Linked DNA regions of Oryctolagus cuniculus: regions 2, 3 and 4 are each linked to region 1. The links are chromatin contacts, called in public Hi-C and Micro-C maps. All regions are on one chromosome and are shown on one strand. Each heading gives the region's core, a stretch centred on a gene start, on an enhancer-like site or on the middle of the called end of the contact. The rest is flanking DNA. Distances are from core to core; before and after follow the strand shown.

What was found. Hi-C and Micro-C count contacts between places; a contact is called where the count stands out from the background.
Region 2: a Micro-C map of ear pinna shows a contact between it and region 1, with 12 times the contacts expected there. The contact joins the promoter of SELENOT here to the promoter of TSC22D2 in region 1. A contact is called at or near these places in 2 of 6 Hi-C or Micro-C datasets (ear pinna and an unstated tissue).
Region 3: a contact with region 1 is called in a Hi-C map of embryonic fibroblasts, with 2.1 times the contacts expected there. The contact joins the enhancer-like site here to the promoter of TSC22D2 in region 1. A contact is called at or near these places in 2 of 6 Hi-C or Micro-C datasets (ear pinna and embryonic fibroblasts).
Region 4: a Hi-C map of skin fibroblasts shows a contact between it and region 1, with 3 times the contacts expected there. The contact joins the enhancer-like site here to the promoter of TSC22D2 in region 1. A contact is called at or near these places in 3 of 6 Hi-C or Micro-C datasets (ear pinna, skin fibroblasts and an unstated tissue).

What each region holds. Positions count from the first base shown.
Region 1 is chr4:130,969,920-130,972,647 of mOryCun1.1, reverse strand. It overlaps TSC22D2 (TSC22 domain family member 2), which reads left to right and starts at 1,331. Exons shown (of 5, transcript XR_011388135.1): 1 at 1,331-2,728.
Region 2 is chr4:130,775,136-130,778,033 of mOryCun1.1, reverse strand. It overlaps SELENOT (selenoprotein T), which reads left to right and starts at 1,502. Exons shown (of 6, transcript NM_001199819.1): 1 at 1,502-1,665. The coding sequence starts at 1,529.
Region 3 is chr4:131,179,078-131,181,804 of mOryCun1.1, reverse strand. No RefSeq gene overlaps it. Among named protein-coding and RNA genes, the nearest start is that of TSC22D2, 210 kb to the right of the region's middle. Within about 2 kb of position 1,279, at least 1 of the 8 cell types and tissues checked has an H3K27ac peak or open chromatin away from gene starts, as enhancers often do. A contact at or near this core is called in ear pinna, where this site is marked.
Region 4 is chr4:131,113,838-131,116,537 of mOryCun1.1, reverse strand. No RefSeq gene overlaps it. Among named protein-coding and RNA genes, the nearest start is that of TSC22D2, 140 kb to the right of the region's middle. Within about 2 kb of position 1,302, at least 1 of the 8 cell types and tissues checked has an H3K27ac peak or open chromatin away from gene starts, as enhancers often do. A contact at or near this core is called in ear pinna, where this site is marked.

The sequences.
Region 1 (2,728 bases), core at 82-2,581:
CTTGCTTTAGTACATCAGAGTTCGAGAGCCACTACTCCTACTTTTTTTAATTGTTTGAAATTATGCCCTTCAGGGCCAATGCTGTGGCACAGCAGGTTAAAGCCCCGGCCTGCAGCGCCAACATCCCATAAGGGCACCGGTTTGAGTCCTGGCTGCTCCACTTCCAATCCAGCTCCCTGCTAATGTGCCTTGGAAAGCAACAGAGGTGGCCCAAGGACTTGGACCCTTGCACCACGTGGGAGACCTGGAAGAAGCTCCTGGCTCCTCACTTTGGATAGGCTCAGCTGGGCCATTGAAGGCATTTGGAAAGTGAGCCAGTGGATGAAAGATCTCTGCCTCTACCTCTCTCTGTAACTTTCTTTTTCAAATAAATAAATATTTTTTTAAAGAAAAATGAATGGTATTACCATTTGCCTTTGCTGGGAAGTAACCACAAAATGATAAAGTCACCAGCACTTTCACAGCTATTCTTTGCACCAGTTCAGGAAAGGGTGCTTTCTGACCTGTTACGGTTGTTCATGGTCCAACCAAAACCATGAACACCCTGGCTCCAACTAGCAGCTTTAGAATAAACAAAAGAAAGAACTAGATCTATGTAATACAGTAGGTTCCACATTTGTGGAGTCACTAGGCTGATTTCGTGCTGAAAGTGAAAACAGTCTCCAGAGTTGAAATGAACTCTGCCAGCCTGGAATCACAGCAAATTCAGGAAAATCAGGAATATGTTAGCAACCCCTAATCTTTTTTTAAACTGACTTCACCCTGGGCAAGTAACCCTCCCCTGATGCCATTGTTGGAGACAGAATTTCTGGCTGCAGGATCATTTTTCTGACTCAATCTGGCTTGCTTTACTTCGTTAATCATCCTGATTCCTCTCAACATTTCACTTCTCTTACTGTAGGACTCAACCTTTATTTTCAAGACTTTTTAAGTGATTTGGTTCCTCCCGCGGTATCCCTCTTTATCCCATTTAATTCTCCCCTCCAAGGTCCCCACGGCTATCGCCCTCATTTCACCAAGATTTTGCTAAACATTAGACACAGCACATGACCTCCAGCCTTCCAGTGTCTCAGAACAAACCGATGTACTAACATCAGATTAGCGAAGTCGCAAGCTTCTCTCGGCTTAGAATTAAAAACTGTTTTTAGCTCTTCATCGCTTAAAGAGCCAGCGAAAATTTTAAATTAAAAATATTTTAAAGAAAGAAACCGCTCCCCTTTTTTTTTAACCTTTAGCTCCGCCCATCCACCCCCAGCCTCCACGCGAAACTGCAGGAAACCGGAGGGGGCGGGGCGGTGACGTCACGACGCCGGTGCGTCACGGAGCGGCGCCGGCTGCGGCGCTGGCGGTAGCTGCGGCAGCGGCGGCATTTTAGTCGGCAGCGGCGGCGGCAGCGGGGCTGCTGCTCCTCCCAGCATCCCTGGCGCGGCCATTTCAGCCCCATCTTGGCCGAGGGGAGGGCGCTGCAGCCGCCGCTTCAGCAGTTTGAATTTCAGTTTCTCCAGGATTTACGAACCGGAGCACCGAGGAGGAGCCGAAGAGGCCACCACCGCTACCTCCCATCGTCGGAGCGCCTCCGCTCGCCGGCCAGCCGTCTGCCGCCGCCGCCGCCCCTCACTCTCCGGAGAGCCGCGAGGGGAGGCCGAGACCGCCGCCGCCGCCGCCGCCCGCGGGGGTGGCTCCCCCTGGGAGGGGAGGCCCGAGCCGGCCTTCCCTTCCCCCGGAGCGGGTTTCCGCCTGAAGACAGTCACCATGTCCCTGGGGCTGAGCTCCGGCTAGAGCCGGGGAGGGAGGGCCGCCCGCCCGGAGACCTTCAGCCAGCCCTGGCCCGCGGGCTCCCAGCTGAATCGGGAACCTCCGGCCTCGCCACTCCTCCCGTTCTTCCCTCCGAGCTGCTGCCGGCCGCGTCCTGAGGAGCCCGAGCGGGGCAGCGCCGCCCCTCACGCCGCCGCCGCCGCCGCCGCCGCCTCCTGCTCCTCCACCACCACCACCTCCTCCTTCTCCTCCTCCTCCTCCTCCTCCTCCTCCTCCTCCTCCCCTTCGCCCTCCCACTCCCACCCCCAGCCCAGGCCTGCTGACCGTGCCGAGCGCCGAGCTGGACTGCCCACGGCGGCCCGGAGACGAGGGAGGAAGCCGCCAGCGCGCCCCTGGGATCCCTCTCTTGCTGCGGCGGAGGGGGTTGAATTGAGGCGCCGCCGCACGAGTGCGACCGGGGGGCCGAGCCGCGGAGATCGACCCCGACAAGGCAGCGGGCAGGAGGATGTCTGAGCGAGCGTCCGGCGCCCGCATCAGCCCGTGACTCCTCAGCTGCGGGCCGCCCACCCCAGCGCGGACTCGGACTTTGTCTTTGGGGGCCCCCTTGTGCGCTGCCCTTCGCCGTTTCCGGCAGGATCCCCGAGGAGCCGGCGTGCCCGTGTGTCCTCCAGCCTTCCTCACCATGTCCAAGATGCCGGCCAAGAAGAAGAGCTGCTTCCAGATCACCAGTGTCACCACGGCCCAGGTGGCCAGTAGCATCACCGAGGACACCGAGAGCCTGGACGACCCGGACGAGTCGCGCACAGAGGACGTCTCCTCCGAGATATTCGACGTTTCCCGGGCCACAGATTACGGGCCTGAGGAGGTCTGCGAGCGCAGCTCCTCCGAAGAGACCCTCAACAATGTTGGGGATGCCGAGACTCCCGGGACCGTCTCCCCAAACCTCCTCCTGGATGGGCAGCTGGCAGCCGCG
Region 2 (2,898 bases), core at 253-2,752, 190 kb after region 1:
CAAGTACTTGGGCCATCTTCTGCTTTCCCAGGCCATAGCAGAGAGCTGGATCTGAAGAGCAGCAGCCAGGACTGGAACCACCACCCATATGGGGTGCCAGCACTGCAGGCAGCATCTTTACCTGCTATGCCACAGCACCGGCCCCTTAGCCCACTTTCAAAGGGGAGTGGTTAATTAACCTGATTGGCCAGTGGGTGTTCAGGTGTGGCCAGGTAGGGGCATGAGGTCATCACACAGGGGCGTGGTGGAGGCGTGGTCTTCCAGACCACAAACCTAATGGATTTAACCTGTATGCCTGCCTAGCTCACCTGGAGAGGGAAGTGGTTAAGAGGTGTTGATGAATCAAGATGGTCAAAATGCTAACTGCCAAAGGGAATCCTATTCTTGTCGATGTTTGAAACTTTTCAGACTCTCCTAAAAGTTATTTAAATTTTACTTATTTGAAAAGTGGAGACATTGTCCCATCAGCTAGTTTACTTCCCAAATGCCTGCAGCAGCCCAGGATCAACCAGGGTCTCCCACATGGGTGGCAGGAACCCAAGCACTGAGCCTTCATCAGCAGTCTCCATATCAGCAGGGAGCTGGACCAGAAGTGGACCAGGCACTCTGACGTGGGATCCGGATGTCCAAAGCGGTTACGACCACTCTGCCAAACGAGAAACCCAATTTTTTTTTTTTTTGACAGGCAGAGTGGATAGTGAGAGAGAGAGAGACAGAGAGAAAGGTCTTCCTTTTTGCCGTTGGTTCACCCTCCAATGGCCGCCGCGGCCGGCGCGCTGCAGCCGGCGCACCGCGCTGATCCGAAGCCAGGAGCCAGGTACTTATCCTGGTCTCCCATGGAGTGCAGGGCCCAAGTACTTGGGCCATCCTCCACTGCACTCCCGGGCCACAGCAGAGAGCTGGCCTGGAAGAGGGGCAACCGGGACAGAATCCGGTGCCCCGACCGGGACTAGAACCCGGTGTGCCGGCGCCGCTAGGCGGAGGATTAGCCTAGTGAGCCACGGCGCCACCCCAATAATTTATTTTTAACGTTTTTTAAAGCAGGGAGGAATCTTGTAGGATTAAAGAAAGGGCACTCCCTAAAAAGTCGACCACTTCGTTCAAAGGGCCAGAGATTGCTGTTTCTACCTCCGCCACATGGATCCGGACAGTCAAGGAGGTGTTCCTAAGTATATCAGGCAGATAAATGTCTGAATTAATAAAATTGGATCTAAAACCCAAATATTCCGGGGCAGTAAGTTAAGGGTCCTTCTGACATCCCACTAAGCTCGTTTGCCTCCTCCCCACCACCCTCTCCTCTTCCCTTCCAGAGTCTCTGCATACACCCAAGATGGTGGCGGCTTCGGACAGCGAACTAGGTCAGCTCCGCTTTCCCGAGTGTGCGCAGGCGGCAGGCCGCGCAGGCGCGTGTGCGCTTCCCTGGCCGACCTTGGCGGATCGCGCCTGCGCAGTGAGGAGCGGCGCGCGGCTGGGCTTTGAGCTGGCTGCAGTCTGTCTGAGGGCGGCCGGAGCGGCTGGCTCAATTAAGATGAGGCTTCTGCTGCTTCTCCTGGTGGCGGCGTCGGCGGTGGCCCGGAGCGAGGCCTCGGCCAACCTGGGCGGCGTGCCCAGCAAGAGATTAAAGATGCAGTACGCTACGGGGCCGCTGCTGAAGTTCCAGATTTGGTGAGTATACGCGCCGAGCCCCGGCCTCCCCGCCCCGCCTGTCTTCCGCGCAGCTCCGTACGCGAGGCCCCGGCTTCGCGGCCTAGGTGGCTGCACCTTCCTTAGCTCGGAAGAACGGCGCCAGGGCCCTTCCTTAGCCTGCCGTCTCCCCCGCGGGTCGATCAGACGCCCCTCTTTTCCTCCAGGTACAGCTGCCGACTCGTTGTCTGCCTCCTAGGATTGGGGGAGTGGGGCAGGAGGGCAGGAGAAGGTTAAACGCTGAAAGGCGAGGCCGGGGGGACGCTTGTCAGTCCGGAGGAGCTGTCGGCGCATCGCGCCATGCTGCCCCGGCTGCCTGCGGCTGGGGCGTGAGCGGGCGCTGCGTTGGCGGAGCAGCTGCAGGCGGTTGTCACTCAGGTCGCGTCTCCTGCCGCTGTCGCAGCCCGGCCGCCCGGCAGGTGAGGGGCACGGGAGCCCATGGAGTGGCCGGCGCCCGGGCTCCTGGAGCTGCGCGGCTGACTGCTGAGTGGGGGCGTGGAGAGGCAGTGTGGGGAGGCTGGCTCCCAGTTCAGCGTGAGAAAAGCAGCGCCTGGCTCCTCTCGGCTTGGACGGTTCGCTCACGGAACAGCCGGGGTTCTCTCCGGGGCTCCCTACTCCCGCTCCGCAGGAGATGCCTTGCGCTGGCACCTCTTCCTGCCTTTCCGATGTCATGGGCACTCACATAGGGAAAGAACCCGGCAGTTTTCAACGCTGTGATTTTTGTGCTCGGCTAGTAGTTAAGTGTTAGAAGCAAGGCAGGAGTGCTTTTTAAAAGGTAAGTGGGCCCGAGGAAGGTTTGAACAGCTAAGGTTAGAAAAACAACAGAAAACGAAAATTGTAAAATCGCAGACGGGAGAATCTTACACCCTAAAAGATGACATTTTCTCAGGATGGATGGTCAGATTAGTAAACCTTGAGAATCCTGGTACTTATACTCCAGTGTTGCTGTTAGCTGTAATTTATTTAAAATCAGCTTTTTTTTGTATGTTATAGTTGTAGTTTTCTTTTTTTTTAATGAATATAAATTTCCAAAGTACAGCTTATGGATTACAATGGCTTCCCCCCAATAACGTCCCTCCCACCCGCAACCCTCCCCTCTCCCACTCCCTCTCCCCTTCCATTCACATCAAGATTCATTTTCGATTCTCTTTATATACAGAAGATCAGCTTAGCATACATTAAGTAAAGATTTCAACAGTTTGCTCCCACACAGAA
Region 3 (2,727 bases), core at 30-2,529, 210 kb before region 1:
TTTGCTCCAGTTACCAACGTGTTGAGAAAGGTCCTGAGGTTTCTCCAGGCATACAGAGGGGAAAGATGCAGTGATTGATTGCTGATGTCTGCTGTGCTAAGGGGGTGTAGCTGTAATTATGCAGCGTGCAGCCTAACTGGTGCCGATGGCCTCCTTGCCGTGAGATCCAGACGAGAAAACATCTTGAACATCCCTTCCACATCCTCACGCTGTGCTGAGCAGAAAGCGGAGCCCTTAGCTCCTGGAATTATTTTGCTAAATGACTGATTTATATTGATGAACAAGGAACACGAAACACAACATGACGTTGTATGAAGCTGCCTGGGATGCCAAGAAACATCATAACACCATTGATGAGCGGGAATCTACTCAGTCATTTGTTTGATCACGGAAAATGGGATTGCTGTGCTTCCTTCCTGTGTGTCAGTGTCATAAAGTCTGACCTGGTGACTTCTGCTCGGGAACACTTCTCCCAGATCTGATGCTTTGTTTCCTCTGCAGGACCTGGTGGGGGTGGAGGAGCCCAGTCCCGTCTCAGCATCAGCAAGGGCCTGGACGCTCACACAGCTGTTTCTAAGCCGCTCTCCCCAGTGGCACCTCCAGCAGGCAGACTCCATTCTCCTTATTCCTTGTTTGCAGATGAAGAAACTGGGACCCCAAGAAGCCAAGGGACCTACCCAGAATCCTGTCCTCAGTTCCGGGGCTTTCTATCACAGGACATGGCTGTCCAGCGTTCTGCTTGCTTACATCAGGGTCTCCTAAAAATAAAACAACTCTTCCATGACATGTCTCATCTTCTGGTCCTTTCTCTCGGTTTAGCAGAATTTAAGGAATCTGCTTACCCACTTGCACTTTGTCTTCTGCCAGCCCAGACAATTTCAATTAATGGACTCCCAACTACAAGCTTCCAGCCACAGCTCAGCAGGGATCCTGGCTGCACTGGTTTTGTTTTTGTTTTGAGATGTTATGAAATAGGCAAGTTGTCTTACATTTAAGCATTGACCAGTCCGGAAAGGCTGTTATTTGCTTCCAATTAAAATACACAGGAAAGAAGATGGATGGGTTTAGGGGATTGCCTTAAACTAAATGATTAAGTTCCCTGAGTCATTTGTGGTTCCTAGTGGTCTTGTCAAACCAGTGGTTGAGACCTCGACCCTACATTTTACCCAGCTCTTAGTCCAATTCTCTGACCTCTCTTCATCATACCACAGCCCTGGGCTCTGTCTATAGGAATAAAAAGCATTCCTTTGTTTCCTTCAGTCTCATACATTTATTTGTCCACTAACCATGTGCCAGTCATTCTAACAGACAAGTTGAAGGTAAAGGGTAATCCTAATTTAATAAGGAGAACCATACAGAGTACGTAATTGTTAACCCAGGGGATATTTCCTAGGGAAAGAGCACAATAAAGCAATGGGGGAGGGATGAGGAGAGAAGGTTTTTAAAGATTTCTTTTTATTTATTTGAAAGTCAGAGTGTCAGAGAGATCTTATATCCACTGATTCACTCCCCCAAAAGGCCACAATGACCAAAAGCTGGGCCAGGCTGAAGTCAGGAGCCCAGAACTCCATCTGGGTCACCCCACATGAATGGCAGGGGTCCAAGGACTTGGGCCATTTTCTGCTTCTTTCCCATTGGCAGGGAGCTGGGTCAGAAGGCGAACAGCTGGAACTCCAACTATTGCTCCAATATGGAATGCCGCTGTCATAGGCTACAACTTAACCCACTGCACCACAAACACGGGCCCCATGAGGGAAACACTTGAGGCAGAAAAGAACTCCCTTGAAAGATAAGCAGGCAAAAGAGTGGGCTCAGATCTGGGGAAGGGAACGTCAGTGATGGTGCATCTAGAGATGGGAGAACCAAGCTGGAAAGCTAAGCAAGTCAAGTCACAGACAACCTTGTGTGTGTGCTACAAATTGGGACCTGCAGCCTGAGAGCCAGCAGTCACTTGATTATTAATTTTGTCCTGCTTGCTTTGGCTGTTTCATAGACAGTAGAGTTGAGAGAAACAAGAGTACAAGAGGGAAGCCAGTGTATTCTAGGGGAAAAATTCTGGTAGCTAGCCTGAGTCATGGTCGAGGTCGGGGGAGGGGGAGAAAGAATTCAAGAGTCTCCAGCTCAAGAGGTGGGCACTGTGGCCCAGCAGGCTGAGCGGCTGCTTGCCATGTCCATAACCCATGTCAGAGTGCACAGGTTCCAGCCCCAGGTTCCCTGCTTCGGATTCAGCTTCCTCTCAATGCATCCTGGGAGGCAGCACATGATGGCTCAAGTGCTTGGGCCTCTGCAACCCCAGTGGGAGACTCAGATGCAATTCCAGACCAGCCCAGGCTGTTGCTGGCATTTGGAGAGAGAGCCAGCAGATGAAAGCTCTGTGTGTGTGCGTATGTGTTTGTGTGTGTTTGTATCTTTCTCTCTCTCACTCTGCCTTTCAAGTAGATGAAAATAAACAAACAACATTAAATATAATAGCTAGAGGAAGTTGGAATATAAAAAAAAATGTCCAGGTTAGAATGCCAGTGTGGCAGGCAGTTCTTGCTTAGGTCCCCTCATTGGGTTATCATTTTGCAGGCTCTGAGCTGCTCTACTTAGTGCTGAGTTGCTGGTACTAAGCATAGAGAAGCTCCATGCTGACAAGACACTGGCTGGTTAAGTGCAGGGAGTCTGCAGGAGGGTTCCTCTCAGCGCCTCAAGTCCAGGAGTTGTACATATGCTGCATGGCAGACA
Region 4 (2,700 bases), core at 53-2,552, 140 kb before region 1:
GCAATGGCGAGAGCTGGGTCCATCTGAAGCCAGGAGCCAGGAGCTTCTTCCTGGTCTCTCACATGGATGCAGGGGCTCAGGAAGTTGGGGCATCTTCCACAGCTTTCCCAGGCCATTAGCAAAGAGCTAGAGCAGAGTGGAGCAGCCAGGACGCCAACCAGTTCCCATATGGGATGCCAGCATTGCAGGCTATGGCTTTAACCTGCTGCTCCCCAGCACAGGCCCCAAATAATCTCTATTAATTAAAAACCTTAACACTACAACAAACTGAGACTGTATGAAAGTATTATATTTTAGTACCATTAACAATGTTTTCCCCCCTTCTTTTGAACAAAGGATTACTCTACATTTTTACTTTGTCATGAGACCAGAGCATTGTTTACCTCCTTGTACAAATAATAATGGCTAATGTTTATTGAGCACATACCATTGTGTTTTTATACATTATTTCATCTAAAATGCACAGCAACCATATAAAGTTGACAGTATTTTCATAGCCACTTATAAATAAGGATTTTAAAGTTTAAAGAAATTGAGTGTATTGATTAAAGTCACTTAGCTGGTAGGAGAAAGAGTCACATTTGAAACAAGAAGCTGATTCCCCAGCTCCTAACCATCACCATCCAGCTTTCTGAGACACTTCAGCTTTGCTACTGACCACCAAATATAAATCTTACTGATTGCAACACTCAGCCATTTGCCAAAAGGATCATCTTGCAATTTTCATCATCTTGGATGCAATGTGGAATATTCCCAACCAGCAGATACTTTTAACAAACCCTCAAATTCTTCACATGACACCAGCTACAAAAATGCACAAGAGTCTGAATGAATGTTATAGCCAACAGTCCTTTAGAGACCTATAAATCACCAAGGAATCCATTTTCTCTAAGAGAATACAGTCTGTATGATTGTAGGAAACAGACGTGGCCGATCTTGATCTTGAACTGAGCGGACACTCACAGGTTTGTGCATGAACAACAACAAAGGTCAAAATTAATTCCCGGCTTCTTTGGATAAGTTCTTTTTCACACTTGCTCCTCTTTTCCTTTTGACTTACTCAGCACATACCTATGGGGTTAAGCAAAGGATACCTCTTCAACTGTGCGGATACCGAGGCACAGTTGTCTATAAGACTTCAGGGCTTTCTGCTAATCCTGCAGGCCTCAGTTCTGGGGCAGAAATATATGCCTCTACTTACCAAATAAACTCAGCTCCGAGGAAGCCAGTCTCTCTCCTATCAACAACTGATCCCTAAAGGAATCTGAAATCAATGTGTGCACCAAAATGGGTTCTGTAGTTCTGCCCGGAAGCCACAGCTAGCCGAATGGCTGTGTCTGCAGTGAGGACGCCTGCCTTCGGAGCCTGGAGGAGATGTTTTTAATCCTGCTGTGCTAATGCCAGCTAGCCCATACATCTCTGCTTCTTTGGTGTATGAAAGAAACATGGGGAAATGTTATGATAAAAATCCCAATCATGCCTTCCACCATCTGTTAATAGCATGTGTTTGTGGACACGTTGCCAGGAAATATCGAGAACAAAGGAATGAGAGGCCCTCATTCCAGAGAAATGGCTCTCAGCTCCCACTGTGGCTCCCTGGTTTGGTTACAGATGTGTCAGCGTTCTCGGCGCCCAGCCCCATCTGGCACAGAAGACCGTGGCCTTGGGAAAGCCTTACCCAGGTCCTTTGGGAAGATGGGCTCAATGGAATGAAGCTTTTTTTTTTTTTTCCTTATAATGTCTCAAAACCCATGTGAAACACATAGAGAGAACCAACCAGCTTGCACTCACATATGAATCTAAGACTGACTGACAAACTTGTTGAAAAACGACAAAGCTCTTTGAAGAAAGCTATGCACGTGGACTGTCTTACATTTGATACAAATATTTAAAATGTAACTTTAATTACATTTAAATGTGCGAGCTGAAACTACTATTGTGCCTTATCACATCAGGGGATTTTTCTCCAGATAGCTGAGAATGAGTATAGCAGACATGAAACAATCGTAGAAATAAGCAAAAATTTTGTATAAATAATTAGACCCCACATACAAAGCAATTTACTGAGCCATGAGTTTCCCCACTCTATGTTAGTATCGGTGTCAACAATGAATGAAAATCTGCACTTAAGGAAACAAATTAAAGCTCATTTGAAAGTTAAAAAAAACCAATGAATGAAAATCCTACAGTATTTATAAGATTTGTCTATTTTATAATGTACTCCTGGAAAAGAATCTACACTTCTAAGGGACATGTCTTAGGCAGTACAAGATGAAACCCACTGAATTTCAGAAAACTGCTAGTCCGTGCTAGAAGACCCCTGATTATCTCATCACAACACACAATCAGGGGTTTTGTCACACAGACTACACCAGAAATTCACTGGGAGAAGTTAGAAATGTATCTGCGAGGTGTATTTTATACCTGTATCTTTAAAATAAGATCAAACTCCTAGAACCCTTTTTTTGTGCCCAAATATCCCGTGGACAATTCCTTTGAGTTTTTTTTTTTATTAGAAGAAAGCTTTCTTCTTCAGCAAATGTTCCTCCACCCAAACCTACCAGCACTGCTTTCCTGTGGCAGGTGAGCTGCCTGGGGACCACGGGAGGCTGCTCTTAAGTGCGGGCGGGTCACCCAGCACTTCTCGATTAGACTGAAAGTTGTGCATTTTTAGATTGATCTACCTACTTGTAGAGATGA